Linked DNA regions of Sander lucioperca: region 1 is linked to region 2. A link is a contact called in public Hi-C data. All regions are on one chromosome and are shown on one strand. The core of a region is the stretch at or near the end of the contact, and the rest is flanking DNA. Distances in the headings are between cores, read along the strand shown.

Region 1 (3,610 bases), core at 875-3,374, 310 kb before region 2:
AGAAAAGTCCTGGGACTGATTTGATTGGACGGGGTAAAATATTATGGATCATTTCTGTTCTTTTTTTTTATTTTAATTTTTTTTTTAAATCTTCCTCTCATGATTGCAAGATAATTAGACTTGTAGCGCATGATACATGCAAAAGTACTGTTGAAGAATGACCTTTTATTTGTATGTTCATAGATTTTAAATATTCCCTTTTTATTATTAGAAAGTGTTTAAAGACACACACTGTACAATAACCGAGGCAGACATTTTTGCTCCTCAGTTACTTGATTTAATGCAGATCCTCCTTTAGCATCCTACCAGGAGGTTTCAATTTGATGTTTTGCTTTACATAGAAAGACTGACACGTGTCCAAAGGCTTCAGGAATCTTACCTTAGATAAGATTCTAAAACGAAAAGCTATTTTGACATTCCCTCCAAGCATATGGTTGATACTGGGCAGCCAAAGACCTCTAAATGGTCTGTAATGTCTGTGAAACCCGGATGAATCGTTTCATCTGCAATATCAGGCCAAGGACTTAACGGTGCCCCCCAGTGTCGAAGACTCTGAGAGACATGCGTAGCACCTGCTGCATCCAGCACTATCTGTACTTATTCTTCATACTTTACTGTAGTTCTTTGAGCATAGGTTCAGGTTTTTCATCATGTCACCACGGTCGTGAAATATCAAACACACCCCAGAGATATAGCTCATGTTTTTTGAATGGTTAATTTGAGAGTACCACAAAGAAACTAAATGATGCAAGCACTTTCCCTGTGCCTCCCAACCCTCTCTTTGGCAACGATGGACTGACTATACTGGCGATCCTACACACACACAGCTGTAGATGAGTTACAATACAGTTGTAGTCTGCAGACCTCTCTCCGTTTCTCATCTGTAGCGGTCTGCTTTTTCCAACCGCTGCTCCGCTGAGCAGGCGACACACTGTAGATTAAGAAGTGCGAGTTACGATTTGTAGGCACAGGCTGTGTTATCTCTCCCAGATCTTTGTGTGTGTAGACCTGCAGAAACAGGCCGAAAAGGGAGATTCCACTGTGTGTTCTTTCAGGGGTGTACACCTCATGGTACATTGCACAGGTGTGTAAGATGTAAGTTGCACTGCGACATTAAAAAAGGAACATATTGCTCTTTTTCAAGGATAATATTAGCTTACTGTTATTCTGTACATTAACTGACTAAAGATGATATTAAAAAAGAAAGAAAATTACATTTATTCTTCCTAAAGTAGCCTTTTTTGGTTTCATATATATGAATATATATTACAAAAAATACAGATTGTAAACTTAAGTTGTTAAACTTTGACTTCAATAAACTGAATCCTCTGCACTATGAGCTGTGATCTGTTTATGTGTTCATGGATTTATTGAAACAGCATTACAGCGTGTTCTGAGGAAGGATGGAGGATGACCAGGTTTTAAATTAAGGGCAGGGGTCATCCCATAAACCAGGAGGCCATACAATATGTTCTATTCCTGCAACAGCTAACGTGTAGGCCTTTATCTAAAATGTCTTAAAGCAAATTGAACCTGCTCACTCTTCATAAGCATGAAAAAAGTGCACTCCACTATGCTAGAACAATAATGTGTTAGTTTGTGGTAATTTTAATACATTTAATTCAGAAAAATGCAACATGTAACAACATAAATTAAAATATTAAAGCTCATAACACTAGATTTTGACACCTACAGAGTCCTACAAGACAGCCACAAAATAAGGTAATAACACATGATTCACCTTAGGTATATATTGTACTTAAATTGTGCCAATTCCCTAATAAATGTGCAATTATTGAATTACCAAAACCATAAGACTTGCTGTGAACCAGGAGCTTTTGGGGCCCCTGGACAGTTGTCTGCCTCGCCTTGCCCCATGATAAACCACTTCACATCATGCATACTTGCTTTACATGTGGAATTGCAGTGACAGTGTAATTATTTTAAATTTCTTTTAAAAATGTTAATAAAAACGAAATGTGATATTTTGCATTTTAATTACATATATGCACATTTACAAAACAACCATTGGTCTTAATACCAATATTGTGAGTTTAAGGACACTTATGTGAACATAGCATGGATGGAGGAGCATATATACAGTACCTGCTGAATGAGATCACTATCAAACCAAGCTGTTGCTGGTGCCTCTGCAGTCCGTTAGGTGGCAGCAGCTGACCGTGGTTTAGACCACTGGAAGCTGCTCCTCAGAGCCTAAAAGAAGAAGGAGGAGCGCTGTCATGGCGGCCAAGGTGAATGCTTGACATTTCTTCTTAGCCAAAGTATATGTTTAATGAATGAGCGGGTGTAGAGTTAACGTAAACTGTCCCGGACTTGTTAATGCAAACTTGAACTGACTGTCACTTTCCAGGCGTTTAACGCTATGCTGCATGGAAATCTCTTTGCTAACGTTACTGTGTTAGCCTCGCTGAATGAGCCAATGCTACTGGAACTAGACAGCGTTTAACTACGTTAGCTGACAGCAGTTAGAAGAGTAGGCTAACCCTACACCATTCTAACTCTCTCTTAAGCATATGTAACAGCTAGTATTTGTCAGCCCTCGCTTCGTTTGCCAATAGGCTGTTTTAACAGAGGAAACATTACAGTGAACGTTAGTTAGTTAGCTTAGTTGGAGGCAGCTGTAAGTTATCCACAATACCCACGGTATGGGTAACTTGTGGGTGTAATTTAACGCTACATGATAAATTAACTTATAAGTTACATATCGTGGGTTTAACGCTCTCTAACGTTACTTCTGCTAAATATCTCAGTATTGGTGATGAAAAGTAAAGTTAGCTTAGATAAATACATTACCTCATTTTCTTTATTTAAGTACAATTTCGAAATATGACGCATGTTAGAGTTAAATTACCCAAATGTACACAAAGTCCTTAAAATGAGCTCCAACTTAACCTGCTGCAACAGTTTAAAGTGCAGTTACGTGTCAATGCTTCAGTAATAACTTTATAAGTTTATACATGTGATAATTATGCAACAGTAACTCTTGGAAAGCAGAATTCTGCATAAGTACTTTTGATACTTTAATAATCTATTATTGTCATACTTATGATCTTTAACTTAAGTGAAATTATGACTACAGTGCTTTTACTTTTAATGGAGTATTTTTTATTGTGGTTTTGCTATTTTACACGTGTCAATGATCGATTTCTACCACTTGTGCACATGAGTCATCTGTTTATTAGTGATTAGTGTCTGTCTGTTGCTATGAGCTGACAGATACTAAAGTTAGCGGTGCACTTTTATTATGTCCTAGGTGGTGATGGTGGCCGTCCCCACGGTGATGGGCATAGCCTCCATCCGTGTGTATACTGTGAGCCAAGTGCCCACTGATGGACTGGTTACTAGAGAAAAGGTATGGTTGTCCCAAAACGTCTGGTCTGATATAGGGGTGCATGATATGTCGACTCAATATCGTTATCGCAATATCACGTTGCACAATATTATATCGAAAGGGGTTGCAATATTTACTTTATATTGTGGAGCTGCGTCCCGTCCGTTGGCTGTGTGGCTTAGTTGTGTTTGATTTAGAGCTTGAAATGCTATAATGATCCTGTTTCATTGGCCAGTTACCGTGCCACTTACACATGTT
Region 2 (3,395 bases), core at 290-2,789:
CAAACGTCAACAAAATATATCATTTCAGACAAGGGCCCAGCTGGTAGTGAGACTACGAATCTCTAATCTGTCTCCCTCCATTCATCACTCTCTTTTTCTCTTTTTCTCTCATGCTTTCTGTCATTCATACAAAATGCTGTTTGGATAAATTTATTTTCTAAAGATAAGAGTTAGTTTCATGTCTGTATAAGCCAGATCTGAGCTGAAACATTCGGCCTGTTTGAGCCAGGATGTCTTTTGTGACAGGAGGGGACAACAGGAAGACGGCTTGGGGTTGTGAGGAAGTGAGTGAGTAAGGGGAGGGAGGGAAGACGTGAGGGAATGGAAGTAAAGGAGAGTAACAAACAATAAGTCAACGCAAAACTATGAGGAAATATGGCAGTACAGAGGAGAAACGGCAAAACACAAAACTCAGAAATAGACAAATATAGGTTACTGTATTTATAGAAATAAAAAAAGAGCCTATTAAGTGTATGAATCCATGTGCTAAAGATGCTACATCAGAGGAGAGGTCATTTGAAGATGAGGTTGCTGTAATTCACTGTGACAGTTGCAGATGAGTTATAGGGGAAGTGTAGCATGTAAATCACTATGTTGCTTCTGCTACTACGACTACTACTACACCCTCAAGTGCTCAAACCGCTCCACGGAGAGGAGAGCGGCTCCTCGGGCAAGCAAGGGAAGCATAGAGATATTTACATACAGTCAGACAGACTTCCTGGCATTGTCAGCCTGAGAGCGTTGATGTCAGGTCCACTCCTTCCTGTGCAGAAGGGAGAACGCCATGCGATGACAATGGGCCCAAAACAGGACAAAGAGGAAATGTTTAAATTTAGGCCCCTTCTTCCACCATCTCCTCTTTCATGACTATGGAGCTCTGGAGCTGTTTAGTTTTTGTGAATTCCTTCAGTCTCCCCCCCTGAGCTCCCTCTCCCCATTGTGCCATTTCAATAGAAGGATTTTCACATTCAACGCAAATCCCAAAGGAGGATCAGCTAGTAAGACCAGAGTTCAATCAATTATTTGTTTTCACTGATGTTCCTTTAAAAATATATAAGTGCTCCCTTATTAATCCAGCAAACAGACAGAAAAAAAATGTATAGGCTATACATTATAGCATTTTTTTCATAATGGCTATGGAAAAAAGTTTAGAATTTGAATGACTTAAGGGATAACAATAAAATTATTAAAAGCACGGTAAACATCCCAATAAAATAGCCTATAGGCTATACATTATAGATTTTTTTCATAATGGCTATGGAAAATAGTTTAGGATTTGAATGACTTAAGGGATAACAATACAATTATTAAAAGCACGGTAAACATCCCAATAAAATAGCCTATAATGTATTATAGTTAATATATAATCACATTTATCTCTAAATGTGCTATATATTACAACAGACACACTTAAATTAACATAATTACAATGTGTTTCTGACTGAGTGTGTAGATGTGTGTGTGTGTGTGTGTGTGTGTGTGTGTGAGTGTGAAAAGGGTGTGTTGGTGTATGTGTTGCTCTGTCTGCGTGAGAGCTTTATCACAAATCAGAGTGTCGGCGTCTGCAGGAGCTTACAGGGCAAGAGTTCACCGGTCTGTCGCTAACTCGGGGAGTTTCTCTCAGTTTGGTGATAGCTGACGAAGTTTAGAAGCAAAAAAACAAACACATGCGAGATCTACGAAGGAGTCGCTGTCCGCAAAATAACTTCATGGATATAAGTTTAGCCCGTGAAATAGCCTACACCGGATACATTCAGCCCGGGGTGAAAGACGGTGGTTTTATTGGCTTTACGGACAGCAACGACGATGCCCATTTAAAACGGGGGAAGTTTTCTGGGGGTAAGTTAACAGCTCTAATGGCTAAATGGAAGTGGTGAGAGGGGATACGTTTTATTTTTCGCGGGTTTAACTTAATAAGAAAGTTTCAGAAGGTAATGATAACTGTATTGCACGGAGAATCCAACATCACTGTAACGTACTAAATTACAAAACACCTTCACAAATACCGTTAATGAAACAGAATTCGGCAACCTGCTGCAACGTTACTGTAAATTTATTCGTCAATTTTTATTGTCGCCATATTTAAAAAAAACAAAAAAAAAAACGACGCCCAACCCAAACTTAACCTGTCACTGGTTAACGTATCAAGTCAACTGTCAGTTTTAGATGGAAACCGAGATGCTAGTTCCGGTTTTGTGGCAGTCTAGTAATGAATTATGGAAACTAAACAACAAAAAATGTTTTTTTATCTGTAAATTTTAGTTGCTTATGACATTATACCCATGGAGGAAGTCAATATTAATAGTCAAGCAACGTTAAAGAGACGTTATTTAAATGCTAAAAAAGCCTAAGTTTTGTTAATGTGTTTACTTGTAAACTGACTTTTTTTCTTTTTTTACATTTTTGGAATGATTGAGCACCTACTTTCTATTATCTACTTTCCAGTATTGTTAAAAAGCGTATCAGTAAAATACGTATTAATTCAATTGTGGCATTCTTCGAAAAGGCCATCTTAAATTAAACACATTGGTGATGATCTCATGTAACAACAAAGAAACATGCTGGAGGCCCCAATTATACAAGATGCTTCCATACATTAAAGGGATTATGAAATGTGGGTAATTAACATGTAGGCCTAGCAGTGTAGCACTCGCTGAGCATCTTCCTCCTCAGAAGGAGCTTATCTGAGCTATGATGATGTCACACAGCCGGAGCAGGCCTGAAATAACCAGACATCTCCGTAGTGAGTGTTTCCATGACAACACAGCCTCCTGGTTTAAATGGTGGATGGGGGACCATGTCTCAAATAATTACTTTGGATAATATGGACCAAATATGGGGTGAGGACGATGGGTTTTTGTGACTGTTGACTCATGGTACAAAAGCCTGTGTCAGAGAATCATAAAATGAGACTTCCAAGAGTTTTCCTGCGTTTTAGTGTTTAAGTAGCAGTCTATTATTGAACATTTGACCTCCTGTGAAGATAAAATGCAGCTTAACCTCCACTGAGAAAATTTCACATGTTTTGCATTTATGGCCTACATCTACAGACAGACAGAATGAGACAGAATAAGCATGATATGAAAAGAAAAGGCAGTCATTTTAATGTCAAACCCCTGAATAAATGAATGTGGTTTTGTTCCTCCAGGTGTTTGAGAGCGAGAGAGACAGAGAGAGAGAGAGAGAGAGAGAGAGGACAGAGACATGATGTCCATTGGAGCTGATAGCTGACACTGTAGAATGAGAGAGGATGGAACAGACTGACAACCCTGCCCTTGTGAGCAACAACCCTAATGGGTTTGTCAACCGAGTGTTTAATGTTTCTCTGGATGTGGAGAATGAGACCAGCAGTGTTTATATTCAGGAGGCTGGACCAGGGCCTGCAGAGGGGGAAG

The links. Hi-C and Micro-C count contacts between places; a contact is called where the count stands out from the background.
Region 1: a contact with region 2 is called in a Hi-C map of muscle, with 2.8 times the contacts expected there. The contact joins the promoter of apool here to the promoter of LOC116036592 in region 2. A contact is called at or near these places in 2 of 2 Hi-C or Micro-C datasets (liver and muscle).

What each region holds. Positions count from the first base shown.
Region 1 is chr1:50,051,692-50,055,301 of SLUC_FBN_1.2, reverse strand. It overlaps apool (MICOS complex subunit MIC27), which reads left to right and starts at 2,124. Exons shown (of 12, transcript XM_036005302.1): 1 at 2,124-2,252; 2 at 3,275-3,373. The coding sequence starts at 2,241. si:ch211-26b3.4 (connector enhancer of kinase suppressor of ras 2) reads left to right here. Exons shown (of 25, transcript XM_036005322.1): 25 at 1-1,339.
Region 2 is chr1:49,736,363-49,739,757 of SLUC_FBN_1.2, reverse strand. LOC116036592 (spermatogenesis-associated protein 13) reads left to right here and starts at 1,539. Exons shown (of 16, transcript XM_036005236.1): 1 at 1,539-1,839; 2 at 3,149-3,395. The coding sequence starts at 3,251.